Regions from separate parts of the Gossypium hirsutum genome. Here region 1 is linked to region 2. The links are chromatin contacts, called in public Hi-C maps. All regions are on one chromosome and are shown on one strand. Each heading gives the region's core, a stretch centred on a gene start, on an enhancer-like site or on the middle of the called end of the contact. The rest is flanking DNA. Distances are from core to core; before and after follow the strand shown. Region 1 holds the start of LOC107916640 (probable beta-1,3-galactosyltransferase 2). Region 2 holds the start of LOC107893860 (glutamate receptor 3.7).

The links. A called contact is a pair of places that touch in the nucleus more often than the background predicts.
Region 1: a Hi-C map of leaf shows a contact between it and region 2, with 4 times the contacts expected there. The contact joins the promoter of LOC107916640 here to the promoter of LOC107893860 in region 2. A contact is called at or near these places in 3 of 34 Hi-C or Micro-C datasets (all in leaf).

Annotation. Positions count from the first base shown.
Region 1 is chrA13:55,858,774-55,864,552 of Gossypium_hirsutum_v2.1, reverse strand. It overlaps LOC107916640 (probable beta-1,3-galactosyltransferase 2), which reads right to left and starts at 1,856. Exons shown (of 11, transcript XM_016845955.2): 1 at 1,388-1,856; 2 at 782-878; 3 at 632-696; 4 at 336-547; 5 at 153-216. The coding sequence starts at 1,497.
Region 2 is chrA13:55,220,652-55,227,278 of Gossypium_hirsutum_v2.1, reverse strand. LOC107893860 (glutamate receptor 3.7) reads left to right here and starts at 3,748. Exons shown (of 6, transcript XM_016818998.2): 1 at 3,748-4,595; 2 at 5,047-6,392. The coding sequence starts at 4,337.

The sequences.
Region 1 (5,779 bases), core at 607-3,106, 640 kb before region 2:
TTGGTTCTCTAAGCTTCCTTAAACTTAATCATCCATAAGGATTCAAAGGCAATGAAGAATACAACTAAGTTAATAGCATAAGAACAGCAAGAAAAAATATAATACTAGTTCACTTATAAAACAATACGATAGAAAGAGAATTAAACCATCACCTATGGCCAATAACAAAGCGAACGATAATGCCTTTTTCATCCTCCAATTTCTTCCTCTTTTCACCTATTTTCCAAAACAGATTTGATTCAGCACCCGAATTCGCATTAGAATATCAGGAAAGGAGCAGTTGTGTGTTAAGGGAATGGGGGTATGGAAGGGTCAAAAAGAATCAATCCGACCACCTTGTGGCATCCATGTAGCACGAACTGAGTCTCTTCTTTTCCTGCTGCTGAAAGCCGTATTAATTCCGATAACCATCAGATACTTTCTCTTCCTAGATGATCCAACTCTACTCACATCTTCGGATAACGAAGAACCACCGTGTAAAGATTCTTGAGCCGCCCTTGCAGCAGCTAATTCCATCTCTAAGTTGGAAATAGTCTTATCCAATGTCCTACATCGAAAAATGACACAACCAGTTCATTGATCAGTCACTTAAAAATCAAATGAACCATAGTTAGACAAAAGCAATACTAACTGTATAGCATGGTGAGTCTTGAAAACCTCCCCAATGATGTCCTTTGATACATGCTTTTCTCCTTTCTGATACAAAGAAAGGAAACCAAACAGCTTAAAACCTACAAAACTTAACAAAAGGTTTATATGAATGCAAGTTAAAGAGACTCACAGCTTTTAGGTTACAACCCTCAGAAATGAGTTTTAATTTTTCAGCTTCTACGGCGGTTATCCGCATGATAGCTTTAGATTCAGGAACAGCCACCATCCTGTTACCAATTTTACACATTAACATAATGAAAACCCAAAATTTTACCTGTAATCCAAATTTGAACCAAAAATTTTTATATGTGCAAAAAAAGAAAGAAAACAAAAGCAGTAAAAATTTCAACTATAGTCAAGGTTCCCTATTGCAACTATTTAATTCTTCTGCACAACGTTTATCAAATGATGAAACATCAATGAGATAAAAGCATTAAAATTAGAACGCTTAATATATGAAAATTGACTTGTCAATTGAAACCAACCTTATCCCAAAGGTTAGATCCAATTTTGCATTAATAGGCACACCAAATAAATAAGACCCACTAATAATTAAAAAAAAGAAAAAAAAGAGAGAATTGAAACTCAACATGAACACAAGCTTGGACAAATAATTGTAAAAAGAAACATAACTCAAAAATCTATTAACAAAGCAAATTAACATGGTTTCACCATTGAAATAAGGGAAAGCCAAAAGTTTTAAACTTTCAAAAAAAAAGAATGTAAAGGGTATTACCTATTGGTGAAGAGAATTCCAGCACAGAAGCAGCTCAAACAAAGAAGAAAAGTCCATTTCTTTGAAACAAAACTCCTAGTAGACTGCTCTGTTTTGCTTTTAAAAGACATATTTTCGAAACTTCCCAACCTAAAATCCCCTCTATTTCTCCAACACTAGCAATCAAAGAAGCAAAAAACCCATATGGAAAAAAAAACAGAAGAAGCTTGAGCCGAATCAAACGACAGTTGCAAAAAATGAGCTCCAACTTTTTTTCAGAAGAAGAGAAAGAAACAGAAACAGAGAACTCTGTTTTATTATGAATTGCTATTTTTATTCCTTTCTTTTTTTTGTTGTTGGTTTGTTTCTGTGTATAGATTCTGTGTGTCAAAGCCTCAAAAAGAGAGGTCTAACATTGCTTGCAGGCAAGGGACGTTGAACACAAGTGAGAGACGACCCACTACTAACCGCTTCTCTCTTGCTTTCTTCTTATACAAATTTACCATTTCATCCCTTTTATTTATTTATTTATTTACATGTGATGATATGTATTTATGCTCGGCTAAGCATGGTCGGGTTGGATCTCACCGCGCTTCGATTTTACTTTTGTTTTATGTTGAAGTTTCATTCATTTTATTCTTGAAAAATATTTTATATTAAATTTACATTAAAAAAACATTTTTGAATTACTTAACTTAGAATTTGAGTGTCTGAAATTAAAAGAAATTTGGCTAATGTGACAGGTCGTAAATTAACTAGTTAATTGCAATTATTTTTTTAAGATTTTTTTTGGGTTAATATAAAACTTGAATATTTTATCAATAAAGGTATATTTCCAACTTTATTTACGTAAATATGCCACTTTTTTCATTATTTACTGAAATGGGCAAAAAATATTAAAACGTGCCCACGTAGGAGTATTTTAGGGGGAAAATTCAGCAAAACGCATCCTAAGGGAGCAATTTTGTCATGTCAGCACAAAACGCGCTGACGTGGATGTGTTTGCTAACATGACAAAATCGCTCCCTCAAGGATGTGTTTTAGCCCTTGTTTTTCTAGGGTTAGGGCTATTTGCATGTTTATTGCCTAGGGTTTGTGGGCTTAGGTTAGTGTTTTGTTAAAATAATTTAGGGTTTTATTTATTTAAAGTTTAAGAATTTTAAGAAATAAATTATGGTTTATAGTTTTAAAAAAATAATAATTAAATTAGGTTTTAGGGATTTTAAATAAATTAATTAAATTAGGGTTTAGAGTTTTTAAAAAAATTATTTAAATTAGGGTTTAGTTTTTTTTTAAATAATTTTTATATTTAGCTTTTAGGGTTTTTGTAAAAGGGTTTAGGTTAAGGGTTAAGAAAAAATTATATTGAAAAGAATGATTTTATTTTTTTCTACAATAGTTTCAAAAAATTTAATTTTGAGAAGACGGTTCTGAAAAGATAATGTCAAAAACGCTTCAAGCAGGATGGGCTGTCAACAAAATTACTAAAAAAAGCTTCCATGTGGACGCTGTTCTTCTACAGTAGTTCCTAAAAAAAATTGAGAAGACGGTTCTAAAAAAATAATGTCAAAATGCTTTAAGCAGAATGCACTATCAGCAAAATTACTGAAAAAAGCTCCTACATGGACGCTCTTTTTCTATAGTAGTTCCTAAAAAAATAATTTTTAGAAGACGATTCTAACAAAATAGTGTCAAAAACACTTCAAGCAAGATGCACTATCAGCAAAATTACTGAAAAAGCTTCCACGTGGACGCTCTTTTCTACAGTAATGCCTATTTGGCCTTAGGCTATAAATGAGTCAAATTTCAAACTCAAATTGCATAAGTTACAACAAAAAAAAATTAGAGAGGCTAAGCAAAATAGAAATTGAAGATGAGTGAACGTATTAGTGTTGTTATTTACTATGATGGTGAGGTCCGTGACATCAAGAACAGTGTTATTTTTTTATCGAATAACACAATGTGACTGGTTTTTAACCATAACATAGATTTGACAGAATTTCGTAAAAGATTTAGGTGTAAAATTTTTGGAACGAAGTCAATGAGAGTTTCATCTATTAAGTATCGATTTTGTGCTTCGATTGATCTCGTGACATATGACTCATTTGATATCAAAGGTGGTGTAACTTGGAGGCGATGGTGCAAACTCATCTCGTTAGTGGATCACCCTATCTTAAGTTATATGTACAATTTTTATTGCCAAATGAAGCATTTGCAACTTCAACATCTACTGCTGTTCAATAAGAATACATGACCTCTACCCGACACTCCGTCAGTGGTAGGCAGAACATGGAAGCGTCTGTGTTTGGTAGCAGTATGGAATACACAACTTCTATACGACACTCAGTTAGTGGATGGGACATACACCTCAGTAGGTTGATGTTTGATGGTAAAAATAGGTACTGGGGAATGACATCAACTTCTAGTAGTTGGCAATTCATATCTGATTAGGGACATTACGAAACGTCTACAAGAAGGGATGATGTACACCCTATGACGTCCATCGGCGAGGAGACCTCATACGTTGCAGATAATGGTGTGTTGGATGATGAGCCCGATGTTGATCCACCTCAAGAGCCTGACCCTGATAGTGTAGAAGTTGAATTATTTTCTAAACCGGAGCCTGTTCTAAACAAACTTGAAGACGGTGGAGGGGGTTCAGATGAAGAAGAAGAAGATCCTTGATTCAGGGCGTACTTGCCTCCAGCCCACATGTATAAGGTCGATCTATCGGTAGATGATGCGTTAGAGTTTCCAGATCTACCTACACAAAAGGCATGACCGTATAAGTTCATCATTGGATTCGGGTGAATTGGAAGTTGGAAAGGTGTTTTCTAGTAAGGATAGTTTTCTTGATTCATTGAAACAACATAGCATCATGAATAGGGTTAACTACTACGTGGTTAAATTTAAATCCAAAAAGTTTGAGGCTAAGTGAACAGTGCAAGACGGTACATGTTCATGGAAAATCATAGCTTCAGTTAGGAAAATGACAGGCTTATGGGAGATAAAAAAGTACAAAGGTCCACTTACTTGTGTTATCAGTATAGTATCACTAGGTGTTTAGGGTTTTTGAATAATACTGTTATTACTTAATGTTGCATTATTTAACGTACTTCGTTGACAGGTGTTTCACAAGATCATCCCAAGATGAATTCAGATATGATAGCTAGCTTAATACTACCGATGGTAAAGGCGGATCACAGGACTTCTGTGTCGGTCTTAATTGCCAATATTCGTAGTCAATTAAGGTACACGCCCTTTTACCGTAAGGCTTGGATAGCTAAGCAGAAGGCATTGGAAAATATGCATAGTGGATGAGACGCTTCATATAATGAGGGGTAGCAATGGTGTCAGGTGTTGGAGAGGTACGTCTCAGGTTGCATAACAGACCTTAAAACGAGCCCTACGTACTACAACGATCATTTGCTCCGTGGATACCAAGTGCTTAAGCATTTGTTTTGGAGCTTTAAGCAATGCTAAGACGCGTTTGTGTACTGCAAGCCATTGGTACAAATTGACAGTAACTTTATGTATGATAGATATACCCATCGACTATTACTAGTTATGGCACAAGATGGTGGTGAGAGAATCCTTCCAATTGCGTTTGCAATAACAGTGGGGGAGTCAAGTGATGACTGAGATTTCTTTCTTTTTAGGTTAAGAATGTATATTTGCACCCAACCTAATATCTGCATTATATCAGTTAGGGGCACTGGAATACTAGCCGCAATTGAACGACAAGGAAGCCTATGGGATCTACATACTATCGGTATTTTCTAAGGCACGTTTTGTCCAACTACTACAAGTAATATCAGTCTACCATTGAACGACGAAAAGTAACCAATATGGGTATTTAATCTCTATTAATACAATTTCGTTTTTAATAATCAATTTATTCTGAAAGAAGAATGGTATGTAATTTTCACTATCAACTTATATTGACAGGGTACGAGATCAATAAGGACCGTTTTCATTAGATGTTGGTAATTTTGTGGTCAGTTAACGATCAAGGTGCAGACTACCTATGTAACATACCTTTTCGATCAGTGGACACAAGCATATGACGGCGGCCTATGATATGGTCATATGACCTCATACTTGACTGAATGCATAAATTTTGTTCTAAAAGGAACGTGTCATTTGCCAGTAATCTTGGTTGTGCGAGAGACATATTTTCTTTTGGCGGCACAATTTCCAAAGTAAGTAGCGAGTTATAAAGACCAAATGTAAGGAGGCAATGTATGGTGCCGGAAGGTATTGCAATAAATTAACAAGGCGAAGGCGCGGACTAACACTATGCACACAGTGTGTCACGATCGCGACAACCTATGGATCCCATGAGCTATGTCGACGAAGTGTACAAAATAGAATACATGTAGAATGTGTGGAGACATGTATATCCACCAATCT
Region 2 (6,627 bases), core at 2,499-4,998:
ATCCAACTCGGTCGTATTAAAATTTTTTATATTATTTTGTATATAAAAATAAATTTTAAAAATAAAATATATCACACTAAAAACATTAAAATAAATGTTTCCCAACAAATTAGAAATACATTAAAAGAAAATCTTTATACTTAAATAACACTAAGATAGTTACAACTTAGCAAGAAAATACCTCTAAAATAGTAGCAAAATCAATAATAAAACAAGAGTTATACAATATCCAAACAATAAGAACAAAATAGTATGAATATAATATCAAATTGGCAATAAACAACAGCAAAAAAATGTAGACAAATTCGGGTCGCGTACGAGCTAAAAAAATCTTACCTGATGTCAACCCATTTAAAAAACGGGTCTTATTTTTTTGTCTAAACTAAATTTTTGAGTTTACATTTTTACTTAAATTCTCTTACTTTTTGAAAAGATCTCCAAGCCTGAACAGATTACTCTTCGTAGTGATAAATTATAATCTAAGCGCACTGCAACAATCTTACAAGTTCCATCCATGCAGTCGCCATTTTGCTTGCATTTGTTTTTAAATTAGGCTTCTAGCCATGTAAAAACCGTATTTACTTTGATAGATCCGAATCAAGTCTTCTTATGAGTGAAGGATTGCATCTAATTAATTTAGATGAAAAGAAATCTTTTTGTACAAAAACAAAAGCAAAGTAAATTGGATGCACACAAAGAATCAACCTAATTGGATGCTAAAGTTAAGAGGAATAAAACTTCACTTTAATATTAAGCAACAAAATTCAAAAGAATAGTGAAAAGGAAGACCTTTCCAGTTAAAGTTATCCATTATTAAATTTTTCTTGATTTTAATAATTTAATTTGAAAAATGTTGTCGATTTAAATTTTAATATATTGAATTAAAAAATTTGTTAAGGAGTGATTATTTTATATAAAAATCAGAGAAATGTAAGGTTTAAGTTTCGCCATCTATTTCAATGTTAAGATTACCAAAAATTGTATAAATTAAAATTAATATATTTATATTTAATAGTATTTTTTGCTATTTGAATTTTAATTTGATTAATATCAGTGTTGTTGTTAGTATAAAAAGACATAATGGTTCTAGGGATTATACAAAAAAATATATCTTGTTAAAAAATATAATGATTAGATTTATTTTTAATGATTTTTAAAATTATTTACAAATTTATTAATAATACATTTTAATAAGGTAAACTACATTGGAGGTCACTCTAAAATGGTCTCATTTCTATTTTGGCCATTTTAATTTATTTTTGTTAATTTAGTCACTTTCATTAGAAAAATTGACAAAAATGACTACTCAGCTATGAAAGCCTTAACCGATTGTTGATTGGGCCTAAATAAAGGAAAAATTATTCTTTTAGTCCATTTAAAATTAACACCGTTGCTATACTCAAGAAGTTTTAATTTTTTTATGCTTATTTCTGACGTGGCCACCATCTCCACTCCTTCGTCTTTCACCCAAACAAAAAAACTTTGTCATGGCTTTTGTCCTAAAAAACACATCATCATTGGTTTAGTACATTCCTCTTCATTCACTATTGATGTCGTTGTTGACTTTGGATTGGATTTCGGTACCTTGACCATGGCCGAGAGTTTTCTTCTACTTCTATGGTATTACAGCCGAGAGATGTTATGGATAAATGCCACGTGTGCAAATCTTACAGTTGTTTGGGGTGCAACCTTTTCTTGCAAAGTCAACAAAAAGACAAAAATGGAGTTGGGGCTACTAATAAAACTAAAACTAAACATTTATTTTTATTAATTATTCAGATGCAGGTTTTTTTGCTCATTGTTACTCGTCTCTCCCATAACTTCCTACTTTTATAAAAAATGGTAAGTCACGAAGTCGTCATTACTTACAATTGCGGTTGCTGAAGATACTGCAGCCTATATGTCAATTAGTAAAGTGTTCTTTACTACTACAGCTTCGTATTTGTACTGTTTAGATGATTGGTTTTGAAGTAATGTTAGTTTCATCCAAGGTTAAAAGGATACACTAACCTCTCAAAGTTGTGTATATTATTGTTCTTTTCTTTTTTTAGTTTGATTTAAGTGGAATGTAATTATTGTATAGTTTCAATGTTTGGGTTAACAAAAGACTTTGAATTTTAAAAAAAATACACTTAATACATATATTTTTGTGTGAAGAGTTATCATCTTTTCATAAACTATGACGAGATAAGAGGAAGAAACAAAGGAGATAATGGGGGAAGACAGTAGTGGAAGCATATCAGAGGTTGGATCATGCATTTTTTGATGTTAGTTAATATAGTTTTTTATGGAGATTTAATGGATTAACTTAAAATTTTGTAATTTATAAGGGAACTGAAAGAATAATTTCTCCTTTTTTCTAGTCCAATCAACCATTTATTAAGTTGTCAAGGGTTTAATGGCTAAATAATTATTTTGGTCATTTTTTTTAACAACAATAAAGAATAATATAGAAACCTTAACACAATTGCGAATTAGAATGTGTCAATAAAGTTAATAATAGGTACAATATGCTACACAATTTTATTAAATGTAAAATAAAATCTTATCTATTAATTCTGTTTTTATAAACAAATATAAAATGAAATTATTCATTTATTTGAAAAAAAATCCATTACCAAATAAACAAGGTATATGAAAGTGTATTGAATAATGTGAATAAGAATGGATGGATAGAGTTTGTAATGGCTAGAATTTACATGATTTTATTAAATTTTAAAATAGAAATCTTATCTATGCATTTTCCCTCAACTCCTATGCACTATTGCCACCATGCAACAACCCTCACCCATCATTCATCATCTACCTTTCTAACCTCTCACCTGACTCAAAATCAACTCCAAAATACTTTGAAATCTCAATATCCACAACACCCCTAATACTCGATGCTCATAAAAACACTCAATAAACCATGAACCATCAAGATAAAATAATAATAATAAACATCATCAACAACAACAACAAAAAAGAAACAAGAACTCAATTTGGCTTGGTTCGGTTTAGGTGGTTTGGGTTCATCTCTTGGCCATCTCACATGCTGACAAGGGGAGGAAAAGGAGGCCTAGAAATGTTAGTGGTGGGAAAAGACGACCTGAACAATGGTGCAACCATCCAAGAAGTAGCAACAATTGGCAGCTCTGACAACGCAATAGTGGACAACAACTAGGGTTTTTTGAAAAAAGAAAAAAGGAAAGAAAAGAAGAGGAGAGAAAAAAAAAATAGAGGAAGTGAAAGAATAAGTAGAAAGGAGACCGCCGGTGGCGCCAGTGGTCGGTGAGGGTGAATTGAAGATGTGTGCGTATTGTGGAGAGTGAAACTTGATAGAATTTATTGTTGTTATTTTAATAAATTTATTATATGGATAATATGAAATTTTATATCAATTTTTTGACTTGTAAAGAAAGTAATTAAAAAATTTAATTTTATAAAATTAAATTATTAAATAAAAAAATTAATAATTAGTTCATCAAAATAAAGCGAAAAGAATAATTATACTTACCCTTTTCAATTGGATCCTCATTTAAAAAAAATACTTTTAGTAGTTAGAGCAAAATATTTTTTAAGCTGATAGGTGGGATTTAAAAAATTATTTATGAAAAATTAAAACAAAAAAAAATTAGAATAAGATTCTATGATTCCAAGCGTGTGAATCACGCACCTTTGTGCACGTAGAAACGAAACTTTCTTATTCTTTCATTAAAAAATAATGTACACTAGTGCATGCAATGCAAGTAGTAGTAATAAATGATAAATCTATCTCTTTCCTAAATAAAGTCTTAATTTCTTTTTCTGAGCCAAATAAAATTAGCAGTTCATTCATTGAATTTATTGTCTATCAATTATTCAAAGAAAAGTATAGTATTCTGTTTTGCTCGATATGCCTCTAAGAAGTTCAATTACCAGATGCCCTACTTCACTGTTTGTTTTAAACATGACTTCCACAAGTTCCAAATTCCATGTCTAAATCACATTTTTCTTACTTCCAATTTACTACTTTGCAGCCATGAACTTTAGTACCATTTTAGCTAATAGGTGTAGGCAAATAGTATGGTAGCTTTAACGCTCTTGACTCTTCCCTTCCAGACTCCCAAGTTTTTTTTCTTAATTATTATTTAAGTTTAAATTTTATTTTTCAGGTTGAGGTTGAGTTTTCTTATTGATTTTATAATCTAGGTATTAGTAAAAAAATCATGCTTGGCTTTCTGTTATTAAGATTTCTTAACCCCATGAATTCCTGACTGTAGACAAAGGCTAACTCTTTAAACAGATTAAGGGCAAAAAAAGGGGGAGAGAGGCTCATTTTCATTCAAGTTGTTGGTTCTGATAGCTTTCAACAATGAAAAATCTTGGGTTTTCTTGGTTTTTTTGTTTGATGATATGGGTGTCCCTTAATTGTCTTGTGAGTTGTCAGAAGCCTGGTGTTGTAAATGTTGGTGCTGTTTTCACTTTTGATTCTGTTATTGGTAGAGTTGCAAAGGCAGCAATGGAAGCTGCAATCTCTGATATCAATGCTACTCCCACTATTCTGAATGAAACCCGTCTTAATTTGATTGAGGCTGATGCTAATTGCAATGCCTTCTTGGGTTCTATTGAAGGTAACTTGAATTCTGTTCCTTCATTCTTCCTTTTTTGCTTCTTAAAACTGTTATAATACACGGTTAATTTTAGCAGTTTTTTTTTTTTTTTTGTAATCACAATTTTAGTGAATATTTTGGATGGTGGGAAAAGTTATGATGTCTAATTCAGTTTTACTGTATATCTTCCTCCTTATGCTCTCTGTTCTAGGTTAACATGAATTTGTTTCTAGCTTTCCTTCGATTATATTCTAGCTTGATCATAATGAAATTGCTAAGCTTTTTAATCCTTCAGTGAGCTCAGATAGATGCCATATCTCTCTTGATCTTATGCTTTCTATGTGGTGTGATTTCCATATCTGGCAAAACGTCCCTTTGAGTCATGATATTCCTTCAAAAATTTTACTGCTAAGAATATTAAACAAAAACTAAAGTTGTTCTAAAACAGATTGAATCTTTGTTTTTTTGTCAGCTTATCAAGTAATTGAACGAGAGGTTGTGGCTTTTATTGGTCCACAGTCATCTTCAATTGCTCATATGATTTCTGAAATTGCCAATGGTCTTCAAGTTCCTCTTGTTTCGTATGCCGCCACCGATCCAAGTGTCTCCGCTAAGCAATTTCCATTCTTTGTCCGAACTGTGCAGAGCGATTCCTACCAAATGAATGCTATGGCTTCTTTAGTTGATTTTTATGGATGGAAAGAGGTCATTGCTATCTATGTGGATAATGATTATGGGAGGAATGGGATATCTGCCCTAAATGATGAACTCAATAGGAGAATGGCAAAAGCTTTCTATAAATTGCCCTTGCCTGTACGTTTTACACAACATGACATCGTAGCTGTTCTCAATCAATCTAGATTGCTAGGTCCTCGTGTTTATATTGTTCATGTTGACCCAGACCCTGGATTAAGAATTTTTGCCACTGCTGAAAAGCTTCAGATGATGAGCAGCAACTATGTGTGGTTTGCAACAGATTGGCTTTCTGCTACCATAGATTCATTTGCTCCCATGAATAGAACTGCTCTTAGTGTGCTTCAAGGGGTAGTTGGACTTCGCCAACATATTCCAGAGTCGAACCAAACGAAGGATTTTTTATCTCGATGGAAAAAGATGCAGCAGCAAGGGTTGGTAAAATCAGAGTTGAATACCTATGGCCTTTGTGCTTATGACACGGTTTGGACAGTTGCACGCTCAATCGACAAGTTCATAGATGATGGCAACAATTTCACATTTTCATTAAGTGTTAAGCTAAATGATTCAAAAACAACTCAAATGCATTTGGGGAAGCTTAAAGTTTTCGATGGTGGTGCTATACTACTCGATGATATATTGAACACAAGCTTCTCTGGTTTAACCGGTCCCGTTCGTTTTAATTCAGATCGAAACATTGGAACTTCTGGTTATGATGTCATTAATATTGACAAGATGGCTGTTCATATCGTTGGTTTCTGGTCTAACACCTTTGGTTTCTCAGTTTCTCCCCCAGAAACCCTTCAAGGGACAAAAAATAGGCATTCTGAGATAGAACAGAAGCTTGGCAAAGTTGCTTGGCCTGGTGGAAAGACCAAAGCACCTCGCGGCTGGGTGATTGCAGATGATGAACGTCCGTTGAGAATTGGAGTGCCCTATAGAGCCAGTTTCGTTGATTTTGTTACAAAACTGAATGGTAGCCATAAAATTGCAGGATACTGTATCGATGTGTTCACTGAAGCACTGAAATTTGTCCCGTATAATGTTCCTTACAAATTTGAGCTTTTTGGGGATGGTCAGTCCAATCCTAATTACGGCCAGCTTGTACAGAGGGTTGCAGATGATGTAAGTATGACCTTGATTTACCTAATTCCTTCACACCAAAATGTCATAAATCCATAGGGCCAAATATCTCTTCTTTTTTTTTTTTTTATATCACGTGCTCTAGATGTTTCTTTTATGACAAAAGACGAGGGACAACTAATCAGTTGCATGGTTAAACCTTAGTCCAATAAGTGATAAATAGCATGGTTCCACACAAATCTAAAGGTCTTGCACTGTGCAGAGGTATGTTTGTTTA